Regions from separate parts of the Arachis hypogaea genome. Here region 2 is linked to region 1. A link is a contact called in public Hi-C data. All regions are on one chromosome and are shown on one strand. The core of a region is the stretch at or near the end of the contact, and the rest is flanking DNA. Distances in the headings are between cores, read along the strand shown.

Region 1 (7,859 bases), core at 3,305-5,804:
ATGATTAGATCATTTGATAAGGAAATCAAACAAATCTAAACTAATCACATTACGAGGGAAAAGGAGTACCACCAAGTATCCAATACTTAATCAAGTAGAAAGGACTCCCGATAAACGAAGCTAGTTGAGAAGCTTGTGAAGATCTGTGGCAATTCCAAGAACACCTAGAGTGCTATTATGAACAGAATGCGATGAGGATGTCTACGCAATAGGTGAGGTAGAATGTTACGATAAATTTTAGAAGGTTAAATTTAGCGGTGTTTGTATAGTTTTCTGGAGTGTTTTAGAATGTTCTAGAAGGTCGCAAAATGCCCTAAAAGATTCTAGAAGACTCTGGAAGATCATAGAGTATTCTAGAAGAGTGTGGGTGTATATAGAAGTATGAAGAGTAGTATAAAATAATCTAGAGGTATTTAGAATGTAACAACTATAATTTTTTTTTTACTAACACGAGTTTCTCTTAAAATAAAATTTTAAAGCGATTAGTTTTATTTTGACGAGTCGATTTCAAACCTCGAAGTAAAATAGAAGGTAATATAATTTTACTATTATCTTCTTTATCTATTTTACTTGCTCTAATTATAATGAAGCCTAGATAATAATATTAATATTATTATCAAGTCCGACTTTTACCGATAAAACTAACTATTGGTATTTCTTGATGAGCTTAGAATTGCTAATGCTTCATCAAATATTTTTTATTTCTAAGTTACTAATGTCATTTATATTAGTAACTCATATACATTTAACTTTATATATTATTATTATTATTATTATTATTATTATTATTATTCTGGTATTATCTATATTATTATTATTACTATTCTCATTACTATCATTATTATTACATTATTATAATTTCTAGGTTCCTTCAGTGGTTTCACTAAGGAAACAAAGAAAAAAACAAAAAGGCAAAGGCTTATGCATGCATGTACATATATATATGACGGAAGATCAAATGGGTCACACATAAGCATCCATTTCTCAACAAAACTTTATCATTCAGTTTCAAACTCATTGCATGCAAAAGGGAAAGGGTGACCGAGAGAAAAAGAGAGAGAACCGTAACCCATCAAATTTCTGCCTTCGATTTCTTGCGATCTGTAACTCTAATAAAAAATCTAATTCGATAAAAGTGTTCGTATCTTCCTCTTCTATGTGTTGGCGTTATTTTTATCCGATAAAAGTCGACAGTAACGTAACTCTCCTACCCCTTGAGTTTGACCAACTGGAGTTCTAAGAAGCACGGAAGATTCCAGACGTTTTTCTCTTCAGCAGCTCGGTCAGAAAACTTCTCCAAAACTTCGAATATTTCGATTTCGTACGAAAGTAGGGTTTTTAATAAATTTTCACCAATTAAATGACATTTGATAAGTGAACTGATGTTTGGATTGAGTGTTATTGAAATTTAATTGCATTTCATGTTGAATTTTGTTGATATATTGATATTTTGATGAGGTTGTGTTTTAGTCAGCTCGAGAATGGATAAAATTTTAAGTTAATATTTTGATAACAAATAAAATAAGATTTCGGTCTCGTTGGAGGACAAGAAATTAATTTGGAAATTTTATTTTTAAGGGTGTCATTTTATTTTTATAAAAAGATTGAGGTTATGTTTATAATTATAACAAGTTTTTCGGATATTTTAGACCCTAAATAAAGAACAGAAGTAAAGTGGATATTTTATTTAAAATTAAGATTATTTTTATAAATATAAAAAAATATATATACGTGAGGGTTCAGATATAATTTTGTAAAATATTGAGGATAGAAATAGAATATTAAAAAGTTTGTGATTTAGAAAGGAATTAGTAAAAGTTTTAGAAATAAGGTTTTATAAACTAAATTTTAAAAGAAAAATGCTATTTTGAGTTTTTATTCAAAATTACTCTCTATATTAAAATAAATTATTTTCATCAAAGATAATTTATATCGTGGAATGATACAAAGGAGAAGAGGAAGAACGAAAAGTAAAGGAAAGAAAGATAATTAAAGGAATCTCTGCCATAGGAGAGCAGAGAACAAAGATTAAAGGAATATATTAATTAATAAAATGACTGCCACAGGAGAGCAGATGTGACATTGTTTGGGCCTTAGTACCAAATGTAAAGTGGGACGCCCACACATTGAGAACTGTTTTCTAGATGTACGCTTATTGATTTGGAAAGTCACACTGTATGCGGCCTAGCCGTATGACTTATAAGCACACTGTATGCATCTGGAAAGCCATATCTGAGACTTGTGTCCGGGTAATGTCGAGAGCGGGTAGACAACCGACACATGAGCTCATGGCCTGCGTTAGGAATAGACATGCATCATCCTTGTTGCGCATTTGCATTTTACTTGACATTGTGAAATTGTTTGTGATTGTCTTCTTGTGTTTATACATTCCTTAATGTTATTCTGAATTGTGGTGAATAGATATTTCTTTGTGACACTTGTATATTTCGTTGTGAATTACTTGAACTGTGGTAGTCCTGACTAAATTAACTACCTCCAACCTTATTAAGAACCCCCCAGTTTTTACCCCTTTCTTCCTTCTCCATCAGATGTGATCGAGATTTCCTCCTTTGACGACAGTTGATGCTGGACAGCTGAGTATGAGACTTTTGGGGAGTTTTTGTGATAGCCTAGCTTTTATGTTTAGTCTCTCACTTTTAGTTAGCTCACTGAAAGAGTAGGATGTATATAGTTGACTAGGCTAGTTTTCGGGCGCCAGCTTAGAGACTTCCTATATAGACCAGGGCGCAAAGTGTTGATCATGTATATAGTAACCAGATGTGAAGGGTTGTATGCTAACTTAAAACCCATATGACCATATATGTATGTATATGTAAATAGTATGTATGATGTATATTATCTCTATCTCTGATGTTTGTGTTATTTTATTGTACTTACTAAATTATCTTTGTTTGTTTACGAAAATTTGATTCGCGCGTTAATACGATTACATGCTTAATAATAAATATTTAGTTAACTATTAGGTAAACAAGTTGGTGACACTTGGTTTACAGTATGATCATGACGTACTGGGAATTGGGTCGTTACATAGAAAGTTGTGGTAAGATAGATATTTATAGTGAAGATTTTAGATGATAAATCTGGACCGTTGATTAGATTTAATCCTAACCTTCATTTTTTACAGAAGAAAACATATCATTCAAAGGAAAGCCAAACGGCACTTACAGATAACAGAGATAAATTAGATGTAAAATTAGAGAAGATGATTAGATGAATTCTATGCTGAACTATAAACTAAAAATAAGCCCAACATTCGATTACAAAGAATCTTAACAAGTAGAAACATAGACAGATCTGAATCTCTATGATTTTTAAATTAACACTAAAAGTGATGTAACATGTTGAAAAATCTGTTCTTCTTCTCTGCTTAAAACCGAATCCTCCTCTAGTCTAAAGATATTTCCATGAACAACAAGTAAACTTCAGTGTATACTCTAAGATCTGTACCAACGTATCCACACTACCCATAAAGGAAGGATAATAAATCACCACAAAAGGAAAAAAATACATCACATAGGGATATTAAAAAAATAGAAACTAAAATAAAATAAAAGATAAACAGAAAGGCGTGGGGAAGAAGTAATAGAGATAAAGAAAAGAGGGATCATAGATGAAAGAAGAGGGAAAAAATTGAAGGAGGAAAAAGAAGGTGCGAAGAGAAACAGAGTTAAGAAAACTAAAAGAAACCAAAAGAAGAAAAGAAGAGAGAAATAGAGTAAGAAGAAGGAGAAGGGAGAGGGAGACCACCACCTTACTAAGTTAGCGGTGGCGGCGGCCGCCTCCCTCCAAAACGACACAAGGATAAAAAAACTTTAAGTCCTAGCAGAGAGACAAAGTATTGTGTTTGAGATGACTTTTGGTATGGGATGATGATATTTGATGACAAAAAAATGTGTTGATTGAATTGTTTTGGTTAATCATAACCATTCATTAAAAAAGTAGATAATTATAAATAGGGGTTGAGAATTAGAATTTGAGTATGTGAATTATTTGTAAAAAATATTTAAATAATAAAATGTTTTTTTATCAAAGTTTTTATCTATTTTTTTTTGTATTTTCTTGTATTTTTAACTCTTTTACTAAATATTAAAATAGGAAGTATAGGGAGCTAATTGAATATCTGTACAATGTCTACAAGGGAGGTTTAGGGATGTCCGATTCAGTATTAGAGATATAACCATTAGTGTTATATTTTTCTATCAGTTTAAGCTTTTGGGATGAGTGGTTTCATGACATGGTATCAGAACTCTAAATCTAAAAAGTCGAGAGTTTGATCTTTGGTGAATTCCAAAATCAGCTTAAACTTTTGGAATGAATGTCTTCATAACATGAAATGTTTATGGTTATTCTGGATAGTATAAGTGATATTCATTTTTTAACTCATAACCCATTATATATATTGTATAAATATTTTATTAACTCTCTAGTAGAATTTATATTAAAAATTAAATTGACTTAATTTTAATTTAAGAAGTTGAGTAAATCCAAATTTCAATCCTAAAGTGTTAAGAGTATTAGAGTGTATCCAAAGCCATGTGGCATTTGCATAGCAAGAAGCATCATCTTCCTGACTTCAACTGCCAAGTAATAGTAATAGTAATACATTACACACATTCACAAAGCAGGCACCGTTCTTAAATTTCTTTTAATTGATTATCCATTCAGACAACACCGCCAACCACCCACTCACTACTCTCTCTCTCTCTCTCTCTCTCTCTCTCTCTCTCTCGATTCGGAACCGTCGTTTTCTTACACCTGCGGGTACCTCCTCGGATTTCTTCTTTTCTTTGGGGGTACCCTTCTCTCTCTCTCCCTCTCTCTCTCCACAGATCGGATCAACGCTTAGGCAAAAACACTGTCCATTTCTCTTCAACTCTTCCCCACTGTACATTACTCAATCTCTTCTTCAATTTTCACTTTGTAATTTATGTGCATTTCTTTTAGCTCCTTTTCTGTCCATTCCTCTCTTTCTTTCTTTCCTTTTGTTATTTCTCCCCCTTTTGCAGTGTTCACTTCTTTTCTCATTGCAAAGTTTTCGGTGCTAGGAAACGAACCTTGCTGCTCCTGGATAACTTAAGCGAGCTTCAGGTTCTTGATTTCCTGCGAATCTGCTTCTAAGTCGTGTGCTAATTCGCCATTGCTACATGTTATAGGTAGCAGAAGAAGCTTTTGCCTTTTCTCTTCATATTTTGGTGGGTTTAGGTTTATTCATTAATTTGTTTTGGAATCCCAAAAATCAAAGTCAACAGAAGATGGTGATTAACAAAACGCTTTTCCTCACTTACTTCTACTTGTTCATCTACATTTTGCTTTCTTCTGGGGTCATTTTGTACAACAAGGTAGATAGCTACCCCCTTTTCTTCTCTTTTTGCTTAACTAGTGTTATTTAACTAATCTTTGTGACTAAGCATTTTTTGTTTAATTACTGTGGTTCTTTCTTTTTCTTTGCAGTGGGTTCTGTCTCCGAAGTACTTTAACTTTCCTCTTCCTATAACGCTCACCATGATTCATATGGGATTTTCTGGGGCAGTGGCATTTTTGCTTGTTAGAGTCTTTAAGGTATGTATGGATGTTTCTAATTCTGTAAATATTTATGTTCATTATGTGATAAGTGTCTTTGCTTTGGTTGTAATTACGGATTTGTAGGTTCGATTCTTGTCATGACGTCAGATTTGGAATTTTGAATGTCATGATTTTCTGTTAGTTGTGATTATTAATTATGAGATGAGAGTGATAGTTGTGTTTTGGAGGATCATCATTGTAAATTGGACTTCCTTTAGTTACACTCATCTTGTTCGATTTTTAATTATTGTAGATGATTGGTCACTTTTCTTTTTACTCGCTCCTTTCTTTATCATTGTCTATAATTAACCAACATTGTTAAGGACTAAGTGTTCGATTTGTTAACAAAGATGTAACATTGCATGGTAGGTTTGAATTCTTGGTATTGCCATGCTCTTGAGTCTTGACTGTAGGATGTGATCTTCATTGCATCTACTTTACCAATACTTCTTATTAGATGATGCTAGTTTAAATACTACATAAGTATTAATTGTATCAAAAAGAAAGAACAAAAAATAATAAATCCTATATAACAATTCTTAAAGTTGAGCTTACTCATTTTTGTTAACATTTATACTATCAAGGATAAAATGTTAGCGTTTTTACATTAGCTTCCTTTCATGTGTTATATTGTTATTAATATTTTATATCCACCCTTCACTAAAAAAGAAAACTTACCGATTTCCTCTTCATGTTAGCAAAACTAATAAGCTACTAAATACAGGTTATGTTGGTTGATCTGTCAATTCTATAAATGAATTCCACATGACTTAAGTTATTGCGAGAAATGCATCCGGTCCATAGGAGAATTACAGATAAAGTGCACATATTAAGTGCAAGTTGGTATATGTGTTGTGTTATTAGTTTAACGTATTCGGCATGGCGTGACTCTCATAAGTTATCACAGCGAAAAATGCTTTACTTAGTTGGTAGTTCATGTATTTTCTTCTTTTTTGTTTCTTTCTTTTTCTTGTGCATATTATTCACGATTGAACATGTTTTAACTTAAACTAGGATTTTATACTGTTATGGTGTTACCTTATGAAAAAAGCTATCCTATATGCCTGTTTTCCTGCCTCTTCTTTTACTTCCCTTGCTTGATTGCTTTTTTTTCTGCTGATTTGATTGGTAAGTTAACTTATAGTACTCCATTCTGTAATTTCAGGTTGTGACACCTGTCAAAATGACATTTGAAATGTAAGCATTTGATTGATTTGTATCCTTATTTATATTTAGTTGTCCTTTGTTAATACTTTTTTTCCTAAATCACTTTTCTTTCGGTTGCAGATATGCAACATGTGTGGTACCAATAAGTGCCTTCTTTGCATCAAGTCTTTGGTAAGCACTGCAATATGGGTAAACTGAAGTTTTCCTAATTTGGATTCTGTTCATCAAGTTTGTTTTGACAATTGGGGGGGCATAAGCCTTGAGTATGTGCTTTCATCCCCCCCCCCCCCCCTCTCTTTTCTCTGCATTAGATAGTGTGAACATAAAAAAAGGTTCAGTTGTGCCTTTCAATCCTAGTATGACAGTTTTTTTGGGTTATAGGGCATCGGTAGCAGACTGAAAAATGCAAATCCATGTACCATGTGAACTTGCACTTTAAATTATGTTCAAGATTAGAAAAAGTAATAGATAATAGATGGTGTCCCTTCCTTGCCAGGTTTGCATTGAAGGTTTCCGAATCAGTAGCAGTTCCCTTTGCCAACTTTGTGAATAATGCTTTTAAAGATTTTATTTTCTGCATTTGCAATGCAGACCAAAGACATTTTTAAATAGCCAAAAATTTTGGAGTTAACATCATATTGTCCAAAAAGCTTCAGATCTCAGGAAAATTAGACTTGTTCAGGCATGTTCTAGAAAGACGTGGTGAAGTTTCTTATATCTCGTGGAATTAATGACATTAATAGTTTCTCGCCTACTCAGTCAAGTGTGTTGCATTCAATCTGTTTGTGCTTGAATAAACATGGATGAAGTATCTATCAGATTAATCTTGGTCTATAAAAATCTGTGTATGCAATCTCAATATCGCTTTTAAGGATAGTTCCGATACCTTCAAATTGAGATATTCGCTCTCTAGCTCGTTTTAATTTTTTTCCAGTCTGAAGTTGATACTACCAGCATTGACTATTCAAACCAGTACAAAGTACAAACTTCAATTCCTAGACGTTCCCTTTGTTTAATTATGACCATCATTTGGTACCTAGCATTACTTTTCATTCTATAGACAACAGGCAATGAAATGTCAATATCAGATATGACAGAAACCTTAAATA
Region 2 (7,859 bases), core at 3,201-5,700, 400 kb before region 1:
CTTGTCTGGCTTAATATCTGGTCCAATTTTCAGAACCTTGCTATTTTCAGTTATTAATTTATTATTGTTAGATCAGTTCTCTGTCAAATTTTCTTGGAGCATGAAAAGGGGTAATGAGGGGTGAATATGCAAACAAAAAGATCTTTATTATTCTCTTGAGTGTGGAGATCAAAGAAAAGAGTGATATAATTGTGCTGAAAATGTTAATGTGGAGATAACTTCTCAAGATTGTTGAAGAATTTGCATAAACATAGCTGCTCTGCACAAATGAACTTAGGCTGGAACTGCCCTGGAGTTTTTGCTATTAAGATTTTATTTGGTCGTGATTCTTTTTTTTCTTTTAAAGAATTTTTTATTTATTAAAAGGATAAAGAAGGAAGCTATTGTCCAACAGAACTGTGTTACTGGTTGACTCTGCTGAACTTTTGAGACATTTAGAAAGATAAATCCAGAACAAATAGCAACTTCATGTGCGCTTGTAGGTTATACTTTGGATTTATTTGATGGCATAGGGTGATTTAAAATTGAGTATATCATAATTTAACTCTGGTTGTAACAACGCAATGTCTTATTTGAACCATTTTTCCCCTTTCTTAGGAAGTTGGATACCTCCAACGTGTTCTGTCTCGTACTTTGCATGAAGATGATGTTCAAGCAATCTTCAGGTAAGAAACTCAGAAATCTCTACAAGAATATTACAACTTTAGGAGCAACTAACCACTTGACACAACTTTTGGATTTATCCAAATGCTTGAGTTCTTAATAATTGTTTCTTGACTTGCTTGCTTGTGTCTAGAAAACAATTAACCCCAGGTACTTAGAATGTTGTCAATCCACAAGAATTCCTTTTGGTAACTTTCTGAACAAATATTTTACTGGGCAGAAAGAATTACAGAAGCACATCCCAAAGGCATGATATAATGACCACACATAATGCAGTGGTGGGCATTAGTATCAATTCCCATCTTAATTTGTTTTTGATAACATATAATGTTATATCTTTATTACTTTCTTTTCTTAGTTTGTTTTCATTTTCATATTATTTTGGTCTGTTATGTGAAGGTTCATCTACATGTATTGCGACTGTTGTGCTGTTACAGATTTTGGATTTGTAATTGTATTGTTTTATATGATTTGTTTATGACATTGTGTACAAGGTTGTCAAATAGCTGTTATCGCAGCAATAGCGTTATAGCTAATTGACAACCTTGTGTAAGAACCTGGTACAACAACAACAAAGCCTTATATCATTTGGTGGGGTCGATTATATAAATTAAATGACACCATTTTGCTATGTGATGTATCATGTTTGTAGTTAGTACATTTATGATTAAATTTCTCTTGACACTTAGTTTTCCTTCTACACCTAACCACAGGTCTATCTACCATCTGATCTACCATGTTGATAAAAGAAAGGAATAGAATAGTATAGGTAGTGACAAGGGTATAGATTCAGGGAGATATAGAATGATATCAGTGTGACATCACTCTATTTCCCAGGATAGTATTATTCATGAAATGAAAGAAAGGTAGAAGAAGGGCAGTATTTCGAGAGGCTTCCACTCTCCTATGGATCTGTCCTAGTACAAAATCCCTGAATGAGCTAGTCTAATTCTCATTTTCCCTCTTATACTCACTCCCATCGCTATCTCATTCTCACCTTCCCAACATACCCATACTTTCTATTTCTCTTCCCCTTGACCATATACATGGTTCCTAACATATTGCTTTTGTATTATTTTTCTGGCTGCAAAGGAAAGTGTTCCTGATTTGTTAACTCAAGAAAAAGTGATAACTATAAAGCCAACATCATATGAATTCTTTCACCCCTGAAATTTTCTATCTTTCAGGCAAGTTGTCGTCATATTTCACTCACAAATTTCGGAAGCATTTTCGAAATTTGATATAACCACCTCCCAAGCACAGAATAGGTAACTTATGATTTGGAACTACAGTTTTAAGATTCCATTAAAAATATGGTGATTTAATTTACGTTTCTTAACATTTCCCCATGTCAGGCTCCAACGAGATATCAAACATATTCTTCAATGTATACGGTCTTTACCAACGGGCGACTTGAGTAAATCAGATAACCCAAATTGGGGGCAGCTGGATGAATTCATGGTGCAAAAATTTGGGACTGATGCTGTTCAGTAAAAGATATTGTAAAGTAGCAACTCAATTGGTTATGTTGGAAGGCTAACATACTTTGGAGGATGTGGGGTTGATTTTAACCTTCTTCACTCTGCATTTTTGTGTAACACTAAGTTGAGGTAATACCATCACTAGATTTTGTTTAGTTTTATATGCAAATGAATCCTTTATCATCTTTCATCATTTAATGTTGGATTGGCGCCAGTCCATGTATGGGATTGAATTGTACATAGAGATGAAATAGCTATGCTTTTCTTGCCATGATACTGTGTGGTATTTGTTGCAAGAGATATTTGCCTAATTTCATTAAATGCTCTTTTTGACGAGAACTACATGACTAACGGTTTTGTAACCAATATGTAATCAACATAAAATAAATAAATAAATAAATAGAAGAGAGAAACACACACATGAATACCAACTAACAAAATATGCTCTTTCTTTTTTGTGAAGGAGGGTCTGGAGGGAGAGTAAAGATGGGGTTGTTGGAGGGAGAGTAAAGATGGGGTTGTTGGCCATACGATGGTTAAAAGGCGGATGGTCACCTATTTTTTTTTTTAACAAATTATAACTGCTTGAAAAATTACACATTGAAATGAAACAAAAAATCATGGTGACCAACTGTATAACCCCTTGCAGCTGGTTTGGTTGACTGGTATCTAACGTTTTTTACTATTCCCCTTAAAAAATTAATAAATAAGAGATTTAGGTTAGACAGGGATATAATAATAACAAAAATCGTTTAAACTCCCCTTTTTTTACTGTATTCCTCTTTTTTTTTCTCTGCTTTTGTTTTTTGCTGTCGATAAGAGACATGATACCATAGGAAGCAGAAAGTAAATTGGTTTTTCATAAGTATGACAATCCAATGGTAGATGAATCGCTCTACTCGATTATATTATTGTCTGAGAATTGTGACAAGCATTCCAATAGTTGTTTTTATGGTGTTTTATTTCAGGCCTTCGGTTGGTCCGTCGTAGATATACAAATTAATATATTATTTCTGAGCATTGTGCAGCCGTGATTGGTTGCTTAAAGCAGAAGTTTTGTAGCAGTCACTGTTGATATTCAATTATTGGTTTGTCTCTATAATTGTAATGTTATGTTGAAAATAGACATTTGATTTAGTGAATGAATCGTCCCCTTCACCTTTTTTTCATTTCATTCGCGAATATACAATACATCCATCAATATGTATACAATTCGACAAATCTGTAGTCACATACCAATTCGTGTTTTGTTAAAATTGCATTAGTGCATATTTCGAGGTTCCTAAATGAAAACTGATATAAAGATTTCCTGATGCTTATTCAAGCAAGAAAACTCACGGAATATCAGACTGCATATTAAGAGTTATGAACGGAAGCCATTAGCAGGAAGTTAGGGGACAGGTGGTCATACATTTTCTTTAATTTAACCAATTTGGTGCTTCGAACTTTGTAAGAGCTTACGTTTTATGAACTCTAATGTAAAGAGGTTTTCGTTTTTAATTTGTTTTATATTATTTAAAATAGTGGGAACTAACCTTAGGTATTTCCCCCCTTCCTTTAGCCTTTCATATTATTTGAGCTTGTTATCTTTCTTTAAAACTAATAATCTGTGTGCAAGTTGAAAGAGAAAAGCTACACTTAAAAAGTAGCTGATCGTTTCCTTATGGGATGAAAGTCGAATAATTAAACATAGTGCCAATATCATAATTTCTACACATTAATAAATTGTTCTATTTTCTATATAGAATTGTGTTATTAGATTATTTATCAAAGGCGAATTGGATTTCGCACTGAATCTGTATCCGATAGATATGTAGGACTACCAGCAGTTATTTGCAGATCTGAATACCAGGCTTTTCAGAATTCGGGAGACAAACTATGGCAAAGGATTCAAGGATAGAAAGGGAGGCTGCTATCCTACAACAGCAACAGGGAGAAAAGAGAGAAATCCAAGAATGGTAATATGTTCGGAAAAGAGCTATTGATGAAACAAAGGGATTCTGTGGCTAATTGAAGATGGGATAACAACTAACATTTGGCAGGACCCTTGGATTCCTTCTACGGAAGATTTCAGGCCGACCACGGAGAAACTAGAAAATATTAACACGTCTGAAGTGAGCGAGGTCTCAGAGGAAGGCACTAGCTAGACGATCGAATGTTGAGCTTATTCGTTAATCTTTAATAACGAAGATCTCGAGGCTATGTTGCAAATATCTATGAGAAATAAATAATCTCCATGACAGACAAGATGGAGCATATGATAACCATTTGTCGGAATATAGAGCAGACGTAAGCTTGGTATCATAGGTTCAATAATCTGAAAGACGTAAATGTGTTGAGGAATAATGGGCTTTAAGGTTCAACCCAAAGTTCAGATTTTTTGCATGGTGGTTTTGTAGAAACTTCAACAGAGGTATCACAATTATCACCGACTTATGCTACTTATGCCAAGAGGAAGAAGAATCGGTGCTACACCTTGTTCCTAAGTGCCCATATATGCTAAGAACTAAGAAGCACCCAGGCAGCAGGGTTGGATCAAAAGTTGAAAGGTAAATCAATGAAGAATGTGGGAGGAAAAAAAGAAAAGAAAAACATTCAGAGGTTTGCTAACTCTATGAAAACTAGGAAATTGGAAATCTTATTTAATTTATATATATGGCCTTTGGCTTGAAGGTAATAAAATATGGTCTGGAGGTGTTGCAAGTGAGGCATCTTTATGGGGACTGGACTGGTCGGTTATTGCACAAATTTCGGAATATAGAGATTGAACACAGAGACTAGATACTAGCTTCAACAATAAAGTTCGATCAGATCCAATACACAGATAGAGCGTTGGATAGGGGTCTTACATCGTCGGAACTGGTTTACTTTTTTTTTTTTTTCCAAAAGATAAAAGATATATTTCATTACATTTGGTAAATGAAATAGAGTACATGTCATGATAAAAACAATGAATGATGGGGATTTTTTAAATAAACCACACTTAGAAAAAAATCTAACAATAAAAAATAGAAAAAAAAAATTGTAAAAAGTGAAAGTAGACTTCTTTCCAAAGAATAGAACTTGTGAACTAACTCAGTGAAAATTTACATGGAGGCATTGAATCTTTCGAAGGAGTTTACTAGAAACATTGAGAATAGAAGCTGGGATAGTGTTGGTTCCTTCAAAGACAAAGAGATTCCTAGCTTTTCAACTGTTCTAACATAGAATAGCAAGCAGTTGTTTGTTCTGATTGTCATCACCCATTGAACGAATCTGCTCCGTCGTGGTGTTCCACCAAGACCAAATTCAGTAATTGGATGGGTGGGGAGGCATAAACTCAGAGAACTATTGGACCTAGCATCTCTTATAGCTGGATATTGCATAAGATAGTGAGGGATTGTTTCGTCCTCTTTTTGGCAACGGGGACACAGTGCCGGTGTTGCAGAAAATTTCCAGTGAATCTGGGCTAGAACCGAAAGCCGATCATGGAGTCACTTCCAAATAAACAGTTTGATTTTGTGAGGGAGCTTCATCTTCCAAAGGTTGATCCAGGGGGCTTTTTGCTGCATATGTGTTGGACAGAGTTCAAGCGGAGGGTATAAGAATAGGTACGCCACTCTATAGCCTGAAATTATATTATACTTCTTTTGTTTGTTCAGTGCCCATTGGAGTGTGTCATCTCCACCTTCAATTTTCAAAGATAGAATTCTAGTTGAAATATCACTTGAAAAGATCTCTGTAATTAACGGCTGATTCTAAATTCTTTCTTCAATAATCAAGTCTTTTACTCTGGGAGCAACAATAGCCGAGTGTTGAACATTTATTGGCACAGTGAATGGATATGGGAGAGACAGCCATGGGTCATCAAACATACGAATGTTTATACCGTTACCTATTTTCTAGGTAAGTCCTTTCTCCACCACATTTCTACGTTGCAAAACACTTCTCCGTCCTAAGAAGGGAGTGTTCCAGGTTCTGCATTTAGAATATTTTTGTTTCTGAAATATTTACCTCTGTAAATTCTGGCCAATAGAGAATTAGAATGTGTTGCTATTCTCCAGTATTATTTGCCTAACAGAGCAAGGTTTTGAGCCTTAAGGTCTTTAAAACCAAGACCTGCTTCCTTTCTTGGGCGGGTCATAGTGTCCCAACTGATCCAGGCCAGTCGCCTCTTATTTCCTTTTTGACCCCACTAGAACTGAGTCAGTAAAGAGTGAATATCGGAGATTAGACTGTCTGGTAATCTGAAGCAGGAGAGAGTGTAAATTGGGATGGCCTCCCCAATTGCCTTTAATAAAACTAATCTTTCCCCAGCAGACAATAGATTACGCTTTCAACCTTGAATTTTTTTCTGTACCTTCTCCTTAACCATGTAAAAAGTGGCTCTTTTTGATCTATTAACAACAGATGGCAGCCCCAGATATTTATCTTAAGCTCCTATGTGGGAAATGTTTAAGGAGGCAGACAGACGAGCACGAGAGTCAGGAGGTGTGTTATGACTGAAAAAAATTGCAGACTTGCCAAGATTAACTTTCAGACCGTTGAAGCACTCGTACGTAGTTAATAAATCAAGGATATTTCTACAAATAGTTGAAATAGCCTTACAAAAAAAATAGAGACGTCTGCAAATAGAAGATGATTGACCTTAGGATAATGCCTGTTAATCTGAATGCCCTCAATGAGACTGTTTTGATCTGCTTTGTGTAGCAATAAAGAGAGACCTTTTGTACAAAATAAGAAAAGATAGGGAGAAAGAGGATCTCCTTGGCGGAGACCTCTTTGTGGTTTGAAAAACCATAGGGTTGTCCTTCCATAATCACAGAATAATAAACAATCGTCACTAGTTCACGAATCCAAATAATCCAAAGGGGATTGAATCCTATTTTCTCCAACATAAACCACAAAAAGTTCCACTCTACTCTGTCGTAGGCGTTACTCATATGAAATTTGAGGGCCATCTCATGTTCCAGACCTTGTTTTTCGTTCTTGAGGTAATGCATACATTTATGGGCAATTAAGATATTATCAGAGATAAGTCGGTCTTTAATAAAAGCACTCTGAGAAGGGCGGATAAGCTTATGCATCATTCCTTGAAGTCTGTGAACTATGAATTTAGAAATAATTTTATAAACTACAGAAGAAAGGCTAATTGGTCTCATCTGTGACATATCTTTAGCATCTGTGACTTTTGGGATCAGACAAATTTGTGTGTGGTTGAAACTTTTCAATATGCGACTGATGAGTAAAATTCTTTGATGGTATAGAATTTCTACAAATGAATGAATTCTCGTTGCAAGTATAGTTCTACACCAACAAACAATTCTCACATCAAAAGTATTGGTTGTCACAAGTACAAACCCCAATAAGAATTAACCGAAGTATTTAGACTCTGGGTCATCTCACAAGGAATTGCAATGAAGTGAATGATTATTGGCTATGAAGGACAAGGGGTTTGATTTTTAATTGACAAGAAAAATAGATGACAAGAAAAGTAAATCAAGCAAGTATTTAAAGAAGACAAGTAATAAAGAGAAGCAATTAATAAAGGAAGACATTCATGGTAAGGATTGAGATCATAGGCTTTCCATCCTAGTCACTAATAACAATAATTAACAAGAATTTATCTTATTTCGTCATCTCCAACATTGGAAGGTGTAAGTTATCTTCCATGAGAGAAAGTCAAACAAGATTAACTAATCTCAATCCAAATGTCCCAATCAACTCACTAATTAA

The links. A called contact is a pair of places that touch in the nucleus more often than the background predicts.
Region 2: a contact with region 1 is called in a Hi-C map of leaf, with 5 times the contacts expected there. The contact joins the enhancer-like site here to the promoter of LOC112738419 in region 1. A contact is called at or near these places in 2 of 8 Hi-C or Micro-C datasets (both in leaf).

The regions. Positions count from the first base shown.
Region 1 is chr13:57,087,104-57,094,962 of arahy.Tifrunner.gnm2.J5K5, reverse strand. LOC112738419 (probable sugar phosphate/phosphate translocator At3g17430) reads left to right here and starts at 4,554. Exons shown (of 9, transcript XM_025788869.2): 1 at 4,554-5,360; 2 at 5,473-5,580; 3 at 6,749-6,780; 4 at 6,871-6,921. The coding sequence starts at 5,274.
Region 2 is chr13:57,491,307-57,499,165 of arahy.Tifrunner.gnm2.J5K5, reverse strand. It overlaps LOC112738421 (vacuolar protein sorting-associated protein 54, chloroplastic), which reads left to right. Exons shown (of 20, transcript XR_011869747.1): 17 at 598-665; 18 at 1,851-1,931; 19 at 2,019-2,273; 20 at 3,113-3,313. Among protein-coding and RNA genes, the nearest start is that of LOC112738498, 9.6 kb to the right of the region's middle. Within about 2 kb of position 4,450, at least 2 of the 3 cell types and tissues checked have open chromatin away from gene starts, as enhancers often do.